2 separate regions of the Capra hircus genome follow, and region 2 is linked to region 1. A link is a contact called in public Hi-C data. All regions are on one chromosome and are shown on one strand. The core of a region is the stretch at or near the end of the contact, and the rest is flanking DNA. Distances in the headings are between cores, read along the strand shown. Region 1 overlaps COL15A1 (collagen alpha-1(XV) chain). Region 2 overlaps TGFBR1 (TGF-beta receptor type-1).

Evidence for each region. A called contact is a pair of places that touch in the nucleus more often than the background predicts.
Region 2: a Hi-C map of blood shows a contact between it and region 1, with 4 times the contacts expected there. The contact joins two enhancer-like sites. A contact is called at or near these places in 3 of 5 Hi-C or Micro-C datasets (blood and liver).

What each region holds. Positions count from the first base shown.
Region 1 is chr8:63,650,461-63,655,887 of ARS1.2, forward strand. All of the region lies in intron 3 of COL15A1 (collagen alpha-1(XV) chain), which reads left to right. Among named protein-coding and RNA genes, the nearest start is that of COL15A1, 26 kb to the left of the region's middle. Within about 2 kb of position 2,736, at least 4 of the 5 cell types and tissues checked have an H3K27ac peak or open chromatin away from gene starts, as enhancers often do.
Region 2 is chr8:63,793,007-63,798,433 of ARS1.2, forward strand. TGFBR1 (TGF-beta receptor type-1) reads left to right here. Exons shown (of 9, transcript XM_018052234.1): 3 at 2,062-2,292. Among named protein-coding and RNA genes, the nearest start is that of TGFBR1, 37 kb to the left of the region's middle. Within about 2 kb of position 3,350, at least 1 of the 5 cell types and tissues checked has an H3K27ac peak or open chromatin away from gene starts, as enhancers often do.

The sequences.
Region 1 (5,427 bases), core at 1,486-3,985:
ACGGATTAGTCTACAGCTCAGAGAAGCCAATTGGCTTGCCCACCCCAGTTAGTGGTGGACCTAGGGCTCACACTCAGGTTGTTCTGCTCCCAAAGCCCAGGTGGTTAACCCTCACCAGTGTCTGCCAACCAGGCGAGGGCATTAGACTCACCCAGGCCAGACTCTGGAAGACTCTGATTTGATATGGCCAGGCAGGAAGAGCAGATCTCTGTCTTTTCAGAAGCTCCTTGGGTGACTCTGATGAGTGGTTAGGGCTGGGACCTTCATACCACATCATACTACATAGTCAGATTTGAATCCTGACTCCAGTTGCTCATTATTTTCATGGCCTTGGGGGCAGTAATTGACTTTTCCAAGCCTCAGTTTTCTGTCTTGTAAAATGAGGTTAATAATATTATCTACTTCATAAAGAAACAAGGGTGAAGAAATGATGGAAAGCTCTTTGAATAGTGCCTGTCATGCAGCACGCCCACAATAAATCTTAGCCACAGATCTTATTGTTTCTTTTCATCCCTTTATGGGTCACCCTTGCCGGACTGTGCTGGTACTGGGGACCAAGAGATGGGTCTGCATGGTCCATGCCCAGGAGCCCATGTCTATGCATATCAGGGAAGGAAGGGAACTAACCACCAGAATGCAGAGAGGAGTGTGTTGAGGTGGAGGTATGGTCAGGGACTGTGGGGACACGGATGGAAGGCCCTGGAGGAAGCCAGGAGGCAGTGGACTATAATAGCTTGGCTTCTGCACTGCGGCTTCAGGTGAATTACTTCCCCTCTTTGGGGCTTGATTCCTTCCTTTGCCAAATGGGAGAATGACCCCCATCTTGCCTCCCTTCTGGCAGAGGGAACAGATGAGAGGATGCTTCAGAAACCACAGGGGATGCTGCTGGGTACAGACTTATTCCTGCTGGGGCTGCCAGCTGGACCCAGCTCCTTCCAGCTGCCAGGCAGGGCAGCCAGGCTGCAGAGCCCACACCCAGCTAGGTCTCTGACCACCTCCGGGCCCCTTCAAAACCATCCTTTTCTCAGTTGAGGTCAGGCCTGAAAGAAAGAGACGGAGCGCGTGCGAGAGAAAGGAAAGCTCATACAGTAACTTCATTGAGCAGGAAAATTCTTGCACTATATATGAAAACCGGAAAAGGGAAAGAGGCGTTCTAAGTTTACATGTAGAAAAATGCTCTTCTGTAATTCAGAAAAATGAGGTCTTTGATTGTTGGCAAGCCCAGGTCTCCCTTCTAAGTTGATCCAGGATTTTTTTCCCTGGCAGGGAAACACTTCTTTTTTCTAAGAAACGCATTGGGTGGTAGGTTTTTCTAAGAACCTCTTGAATCTTTGCTGGGTGCAGATAGAGCCCCTGCAGCAGGAATTCTGTTGCACTCGTTTTCCTTGGGAAGGGAGTCAGGTAGAGCTAGGTGCCTCGGGGCCTCCAGGCTGGGTGGGGTGATGTTTCCTCCCAGGCAGAGCCATGACATTTTCCTGGGCACAGTGCTCACCGCCTCTGGCCAGGTTGCACTGCCCAAAAGCAAGGACATCTGTGAGGGGAGGGCTGGATTTGTGCTGGTCCCTTTTGGAGTCATTCCTTCCAGGCCCGAAGGCTGTAGGCTGAAGGAACCGGCAGTTAAGAGTGGTTAGAGAAACTGGAAAACAGATGGGAGAGGAGGATGCAAAATTGGAGACATTCAGACCTGGCAAGGGCCTTTGGAAGCCATCTGATGCAAGCCTTTCATTTCACAGATGAGGAACCTGAGGCTCAGAGAGAAAGGAGACCGCCACATTGGGCTGGTGGCAAGAGTGTCTCACAGGCCAGGGTCCCACCCTGTATAATGTCCAAGAGGCCATGGTGTGGAAGTCCAGGCTGACTCGTGTGTGGTCCAGAGGGCAGAGTTAGGCCCAGCCAGGCGGGTGGGGGCCACAGGGGGACATGCCTCAGCTTACTGGAAGCTACAGGGGGACATGCCTCAGCTTACTGACTTCGATTTGCCCAGCAGTGGCCGTGGTTGCCCTGGAGTGGGGGATGAGCTCCTGGACAGTGGACATATGCAAGCAGTAACCGGATGGACTTTCGTTGTGAGAAGGGGATGTGGTGGAGGAAGCTCCTTCTCCAGATGGTGAGCTGCACATTTTCTGCATCAAGTCTGTGGCTTGGTGAACTCGCAGCAGGCAGCATAGGAGGCATTGGGGATCTCCCCTCTGAGTGCAGGGAAATCCAGGAGAGAGATGCCCTGCTGGGGCCTCCAGGGCAGTCACGCGCACTTTAACTATGCATACTTAGCCTGCTGGCTCCAGAAACCCAGGGTCATCTGGACCCCGTGCCTGCCCCAGTGGGAGCGGGAGGAGTCAGTGAGTTGCTGTTTAAGCTGACTGAAGTGTTCTGTAGTCTTCACAGCTGCAGGTGGAAATGGGATGTAGGGAGGGGAACACCTTTGCCTTCTCAGACAGCCGGGGTAGGAAAGGGGCAGAGGCACCTGGGTTCTAGTCCTGGCTTGTCCACAGTTCCCCGCTGACCTCAGGCCTGCTCTCCTGAGTCTGTTGTTGGGGCCGCATTCTCCCAGTTTCCCTAGGCGCAGACAGTGTCCCTCTCAGCTACAGCCCAGGAAGCCTTTCTTGCGTTTCATGGGTGCAGTTCTTTGTCTGGCCACCAGGGGCCGCTGCCGCGCGCGTTCCCGAAGTGTCCTCATCCTCCCTGTCTGGCTCTCTGCAGCCCTCTTTGACCTAGAGCCAGAGGAATGCTCCCCAGTCCCTTGTGGCTGACAAGCACGAGCACTGGGCTCAGGTCCCAGATACTCATCTGTGAGATGAAGATGGAGCTTTGTAAAGCCAGATGCAGTTCCCTACGGAGGCAAAGTTCCTTAGCCCAGGCTAACCCCAGGCACTGCTTCAGGACCCCACAGATGGAAAGGCTGATTGCCCATTACACAGAAGGAGAAACTGAGGTCTGCTTGGGGAAGAGAGGTGTTAGCTATCCTGGAGAGGCGGAGAAGGAAGGGTTCCAGTTCTTCACCTCCTCTGGCCTCTGGTCACTGTCATCTCTGTGGAAAGCCTGAACCCTGCCCTGTTTGTTTCTTCATCACTAGAATTCTGTCCCAGTTTCCATGGAAGCTAGCTTTGGACCCCTGGGAGGAAAGTTGCACCACGTGGTGACTGTTCAGATTTTCCTCTGCCCAGTCCGCCTCTAAAGCCATCTGATTCCTCTTCCCTGTGCCCTCGGGAGGGGCTGCTGCAAAGCTGTACTCCGGTGCCCACACCAAAGACTTGAGAAGAGTGAGGCCCAGTTGTACCTGTCTGTCCCCTTCCTCAGGCCACAGCTCTGAGTGCCTGCTCTCTGCCAAGCTCTCGTGTGGCTATTTGAATTGGGGAATCGTGCCTGTGGCTCTGTGTATAGTGTAGAAGTGAAGCTCCGGGGTCTTGGGGTGCAGCTGAGTGAGCTTAGAAAGATTCAGCTGTGAGAAAATAGGGGAAGGTGTTACCAATAGAAGGGACAGAGTGAGCAAAGGCAAGAACAGAAAAAGGGGGAGAATGAAGAGATGGATCAAGGTGTCTTGAGTGGAATTTTGACTTGATTCTGAGGGTGCTGGGGAGCCATTGAAGGCTCTGGAGTTTGTCTCTGCTAACAGAGACATCTAGATCAGGAACTCCTTGAGAGCCTGCATGCTGGTTTCAGTTCCACATCCCCAGGGGCACACAAGGCATGATGTGGGGGTTTCACAAATGTTATCAAATTCACGAATGGAAAAGTGGGTTGAAAAAACCCCATTGAAACGAAGCTGCGAGTGTGTGTGCCAAGTCGCTTGAGTCGTATCTGACTCTTTGCAACCCTATGGACCATTGCTCACTAGGCTCCTCTTTCCATGGGATTCTCCAGGCAAGCATACTGGAGTGGGTTGCCATGCCCTCCTCTAGGGGATCTTCCCGACCCAGGGATCGAACCCACATCTCCCGCATCTCCTGCACTGGCAGGTGAGTTCTTTACCACTAGTGCCACCTGGGAAGCCCAGAAATGAAGCTATCCCTATGCATTAATGAAGTAAGATTAAGACTGAGGTCAGATGTCCTCTGAGATAGGCAGTTATCTGTGGAGAAGTGTGGCACCCTCCCACAAAAGGCCCCAAGCTTCCTGAGGCTAGAGAGTTCTGTGATCAGTCCCCTATTAGCACCACCCCCTCCAGTCTTGCCCCTCAAGGATGGTGGAACATCCTCCCACCAGCTGTGATCTCCATCCCCCCGCTTCCCACCCAGCAGAGAGCCATCCCAGGACAAGCCTATGGACCTAGCTGCTGGGCCTGTTTGTCTTGGCTTCCTGGCTTCTCTCCCCTCCCTGGTGGCTGCCTGAGCAGGTGGCCCTCCTGCCAGAGGCCAAGGGGAAGTGAGCCAGTGGGCCCAGGCGCAGCCCTGAGCATGGGTCACTCCAGGCCAGGGGTCACTCCCTGCCGTACCACAGCATGCTGTGGGACAGTGTGTGTGGAGGGAGGGGGTGGTTGCTGAGAGCACAGCAGGGGCTGACTTGGACTTCATTTAGGCTGTGGCTTGGCTCCCCCTGTGGCTGACCCAGTGGAAGCAAGGCCTACAGCCTGCTGCTTGCACGCTGGCTCTCCCTCATAGCTGAGGTCTGGGCAGCAGGGGGCAGGTAGGATTAGGAAAAGATCTCTTTGCAGACTTTGGTTTTTACTAAGCTTACACCTTTGGATCAAGCGGAAGACCGGTTTCTACTATTTGTTGAGCACTTGTACTTTTCCTCCATTATCTCATTTTGTCCCCATGTATGAGATGGGTGGGACATTCCTACATCACCAGTAAGTTATCTGCCCAAAAGCTGCCCACTTGGTAACTGGCATAGCCTGGATCTGAACCCAACTCTGTCCAGCGCCAAGGCAGTTCTCTACAGGCTGCCTCTTCCGTCCACTCTCGAGCTGGCCCACCAGTGGCCTGTGCCTAGCGTGGCTAGGGCAGCACAGGCGTCATGGAGGGGCACCAGTTGCGGGTCACCTGCCACTCCAAGTCACCCCAAGGCAGAATCACATCTCCCCTCTGCCCATTCTTGCTTCACTGCTCCACCTGTTACTTCCTGGATGTGTGTCCTGGTCATGAAACTCTCTCCTTGACCATTATTTCCCTGTCTATAAAATAAGGAGGTTGGCTAGATGGGTGTGTTGTTTTTTTTTTTTTTTTTCCTGAAGCAGAATCCTCCTGAAGCTAATTCCCAAAATGGCCATGTGGAAGCCTGGGCTTTACTGCTTTACATGGCAGCACTGGGCTGGTTTAAGCAGGCTTCTGGGTAGAAACCTCTCCACCCCTGTCCTGGAGTCCCTGAGCCCCAACCTGTTCCTTGAGCCCTCGGAACACTGCTTAGAAACAAACCTCTGGATGAGAGGCCTGAGTCACATACCCACTGTAGAACCGCACATTCTGCACGCTTGCAGCATCCCACCGG
Region 2 (5,427 bases), core at 2,100-4,599, 140 kb after region 1:
ACTGGCGATTCGTTTCACATATGATGATATACGTTTCAATGCCATTCTCCCAGGGGCAGACTCTCAATTCTTCTTTAGGAAGCACGGCTTTCATTGCTCAGAGGGACAGACCCCAGTGCCCAGTTTCCACTCAGAGTTGGTCTAGGCATCATAATAGTTAAAGTAGAAAACTGCTGGAGCTCAGAATAAAAGGGCCAGTCCTGCCAGTTACAGCAGGCAGGCAATCTTCCACCTAGTTCACCTGATGACAGCAAAGTAAAACCAGATCTTCAACATAAAGAAGGTCCTTGTGGCAAAGCTCTGTCAGACTGTAATTTTTCTGACTTTTATATAGTTACTTGCAATTCTAATATGACGAAGAGAATAATAATTTCGGAATTTCCCATTTTTGTTGTTTGAAATGGTTTGAAATATCAGAATGGAGACTCACAAAATCTTATGAAGAACTCAGTTTATTTCTAATGCTAAAATACACAGATCCCTTATTCCCAGGTCCCTGATGATCAGACAGCAAATGATTTTATCAAATGGAAAGATTCCATGGTTTAAAAGAAGTGAACTGAACTGGATAAATGAGAGTAGATGTCATCCTATGAAACAGACTTACCATATGATAGGGAAGAACTTTCAGAGAGTCCAAGGTCTGTTGTCAGTTGTTCACGGTGAAATGAGAACATTTCACAGTTGTTGAAGATTGCTTTCAGATGAAAAGCTCAATTGATACATTATTTTAAAAAATGCAGTATTGAAAGTGAACAGCAGACTGGATACTGTAATTTTATAATCAAGTGTGAGACAAGCTTAAGGCAAGACAAGCTTGAGAAACTGTTACAGTTCAGAAAAAAGACAGTTGGTGAGCAAATTAAGAGATAGAGGACAGATCTAGGTGATCCAGTGTGCTTACTGTAAAACCAGAAAAAGGCAAAAGGATGGACAGAAAAGAGAATACTATGTAAAATTAATGAAGACTTACTTAACCAAATATATATAATGAAAAATCCATCAATTTTCAAGAATAAAGGAAAACTGTGTACACATTCAGCACAAGTGAACACTGGTTACCTATAAAAGGAAAAAGTTCAAATTATTTTGCTTTAAAAAAAAAACCAAAAAAAAAACCCAGAAGGCAATGAAATATCATATATTGCTTGTTACCCAAAATTCTTTAGATGAGCCAAGATTTTTCATATGTAAAGGCAACAGCTAACTTTAGATAATCAAGTATTCAGTGTGTACGCAGTCATGTACTCCTGAAAGATAGGATTCGTTCTAAGAAATCAGTCCAATAAAGATCTCAATATGATAAAGATGTGATGTGAAGGAAATGGTGGTGGGCTATGAACCAGCAAGTGTCAGAATGAATGCCTAAATAGTCATAATTAATGTGTTTCTGAAGCAATGCAAATTGTTGTTAAATTATAAAAAAATGATCTTGAATTAAAAGGCTCAGTGATTAAAATAAACTGGAAAGTATACACGTGCAAACTCTATTAAAAAAACAGGGTATATTTTTGCATGGAAAAAAAATTGATGGAGGTATATAGATACACAGAACATGCAAAGATGAATTTTAGGGGGATTGTGAGGCTGTAGATAAATTTAACTTTTGCTTATCTGTATATATAATTCTTAATTTTTTCTTGCTATGAGCATATACTGGCCTTGGAATAAGATAAGCCAAACTGCTTTTTAAAGAAAAGACAGTGACTCAAGAAATATTTAATGAGAGTTGTTCCGGATTATTGGTTCTTTTATTAGTAATCTGAGAGTGATGGAAGGCGGGGAATGGGTGTACAATGTTTGCAGTACCTGACCTTGTTATTTAGGCTCAAGACTACAGGAAGACTAAGTGGATGTTGACAGAGCTAGTGATCATAAAAGGAGAGCCAGTGGGAGAGGATGAAGTGCTTCACTGGTTATGGGCTTGAGCCCCATGAGCTGCTGTAATGAGGCTGGGACTAATGGTAGTGACCAACTGCAGGAAATGTGGAGGATGAGGAAACTGTGGATGCCGCCTATAGTGTTATTGTGTTGTTTATTCCATTTGAGGCCCTTTTACAGGAAAGCCGTCGTCTGGCCTCGGTCCTGTTGAACTGGCAGCTGTCATTGCTGGACCAGTCTGCTTTGTCTGTATCTCACTCATGCTGATGGTCTATATCTGCCATAACCGCACTGTCATTCACCATCGAGTGCCAAATGAAGAGGATCCCTCGTTAGATCGCCCTTTTATTTCAGAGGGTACAACGTTAAAAGATTTAATTTACGACATGACAACATCAGGTTCTGGATCAGGTAATGTATTTCTTTCTTTTTCCTAAAATGTCTTTTTAAACTTAACTGTATTTATTAATTGGCTAAGCCAGTTGGCTAAGTTTGTAAAAATTCGGGCTAGCATGAATACTACCCCAGGTTTGAACCTTAATATAGGTCTTTAAGCTAGGTTTATATCTGACTGTGGCTAGTTTAGGAAGGACAAATTAGAAGTGACTGACTTGTCAACATTTCATCAGTAAGTCACTTTCACATTTGCGGAAATTTCAAAGCATTCTCACCTTCTCACGACTGTGTAAGATAAAAAGGATAAGGACAGTTATTCTTCTGTAGCTGAGGCTGAAGTTCAGAGATGTTCAAATAATCTGCAGTTACCCATTCTCTTCAGGACTGTTTAGCAGCTTTATTTTTATATTTGAAAGCAGGTATGACAGAGAGTGTTATGACAGACATAGTTAAAAAAGCTATTTGCTTTTTTAACATGAAATTGCTGTCTTTGGCTCAGGCCTAGTTCTTGTTGTTGTTTTTATTAAAGTAATGAATTTTTTGTCATTTTCTCCCTTAAGAAAATGCCTGACCACCTTTTTATTTAATACAGCTTTACGGATCCATGGCCCTTCTGATATTTGCTTTCCTCAGTTTGTTGATTTACGTGGGATCAGAAATAGATTACCAAATTGCCTGAAGCAAATTAACTTCAAATAAGGGCTAGATTCATGGATACAAAGATTTAAATATATATATATGTAATGAAAATTTCACAAATTATATATCAAGTGATTAAAGGAACTTTAAAACAGAAATTATGACTAGGGGAAGCATATGGCTCTGAAGCATAAAATCACACATACACAAAAAGTTCACATAATGAAAAATGCTTTAAGAGAATGAAGGTATATTTTATGGGATGTATATGTATATATGTTCATTCATTTAAGTATGAGCAAACTGATTTCATGACCTCAAGTTTTCTTCTATAGAGTTTGACCATAGATATTCCATGAATTCTGTCCATGACTACTAGGATGCATACAGGCTTACGAAGGAGCCCACGTCTCTTAAGGCAGCCTTGTAGGGATGCCTGAGACTCCCATGAGGAGGGAGGCAATTAGAAGTTGGATTAGAAGGAGCGGGCTTAGTTCTGAAGATGTGACACTCTGGGCAGAAATGGTGGAGGAGTGGCGAGAGATTATTTTACGCTTCCCTGGGGTTCCCCTTTGATTCTGAGTTAAAGGATTCTCAAAGAATATCTGGCTCATTCCAGGAGTTATCCTGGAACAAAAAAATATCTTGAGCCAAGGACCAAAGTCACAGAAAATTAGAGTGGTTTTAAATCATTTGGAATTAATCCCTTGGACCCTGCTCTCTTGTGGCCAAACTTAAACCCAAGGAAATCAAAGCAGCTCATGCCACCTGGCACAGTGTTATGTATCTGGCTTCCTAAAGGATTAAAAGAAATTGCTGTCTGGATGGCAGTTGATTTCTAAATAAGAATATATTTACCTTTTAAGATACAAATATGAAGTAAAGAATTCTACATTTCTAGATCTGTCAGGGACCCAGCTGCATTGTCTGAAAGCTTCTCTCCTTTTTATGCCTCCTTTTACCATGTAAAAACTTGTCTGCATTGTTTCTCAGCTCTGTGGCTTTGGGCAGTTAGCTGATGTCTCATGCTGGAGTTATTTCATCTTAAAAATGAAACTCATGAACCCTGCCTTGTGTACATCATTGAATGTGTTGTGAGATTCAAATGAAATGATACGTTTATGTGAAAGCATTTTAAGCACTTGGTAGATTGTAAAGTTATATCCAAATGACAAGTGTTATTACTCTTATTAAAAAGGTATTTGGGAAAAAAATCTGACATACAATTATGAATTTGCTGCATTTTTACAAAAAAGCTTAGTTTAAGGCCTCTTTCCCTGTCATAGTTTATTCTGTGCTGAATGACTTCCAGATTTTTCCAGATAGAAGCTATCTTCTGTTGAATGATAGCAGAAAAGTGCTTTTCCTCCTATTTATTATAAAGCCTGAATGCCACTTCATGAATGGAACTCATGCCTCTGAGTAAGTCAGATGTCTATGAATAATACCTTTTTAGTTCTTTCAGTCATTGAGGAAGAGGTAAAACAACATTTTATGTTATGAATTCAAATGTTTATTACTCAGTACCATATATGAGGAAGGGCCCTATCTCTCTCTTTCAAAGACTGTACTTTTTAACTTAGGAATTGTGGGAGCCAGCAGAGAGCTGGGTTCTGGTACCCACCTCTAAACTTAAAGCTAACCTTTTCCCTGTTGCATGAATCTGAACGGCAGGTTGCGCATGTGCCTATTTTTAAGCGTATGCCTCTAAGCAGCCATCAGATTGAAAAGTGTGTGTGTGGACATGCACATAGGTGTCTCAGTTTTTGAGAATGTGAATCTCTTAGCCCAGTGTTTATTGTGTCTTGTTCATGCTTATGATCTCTTTAATGTATGCATATTGTTCTGGTCTTATTTCCATTGTTCACTGCATGTGAAGGTGCTTGGACCACGCATTTTTCCCTATTGTAGCTTCCTCTCAAGCAGTTCTAAAAGGTACAGAAGCAGAAAACATTGAGATCTAACTTAGGCCTGCTAATTTTTGTCTTTACAAGAAAACTTTTTTTTTCTTTTTAATGCTCAGATACTCATGTGGGTTGTGGTAACCAAATACAGAAAATATGATAAATCTTGACTTTCCCTGATAGCCCAGTTGGTAAAGAATCTGCCTGCAATGCAGGAGACCCTGGTTCAATCCATGGGTTGGAAAAGATCCCCTGGAGAAGGAAAAGGCTACTCACTCCAGTATTCTGGCCTAGAGAATTTGCAGAGTCGGATACGACCCAGGGACTTTCACGCTTGACTTTGAATTCTAGTTCTCCATCTATCAGTGGTGAAGGGGAAGACAGACTTTTCCTTGTCCTCTTAGCCTTTCTTGACTGTACCATTTACAAGAGTCTTGAACGTGTCAGGCGTTTCCAGACTTCTCATTTGCTATTCCCTTTCTTTTTTATTTCTTGTCGTTCTAACTTCAAGATCAGCCTCCTGAAAGGAACCTTTTTTTCCTGTGTTAATATTTATTTATTAATACATAAATAAATATAACCCTGGTGGCTCAGACGGTAAAGAATC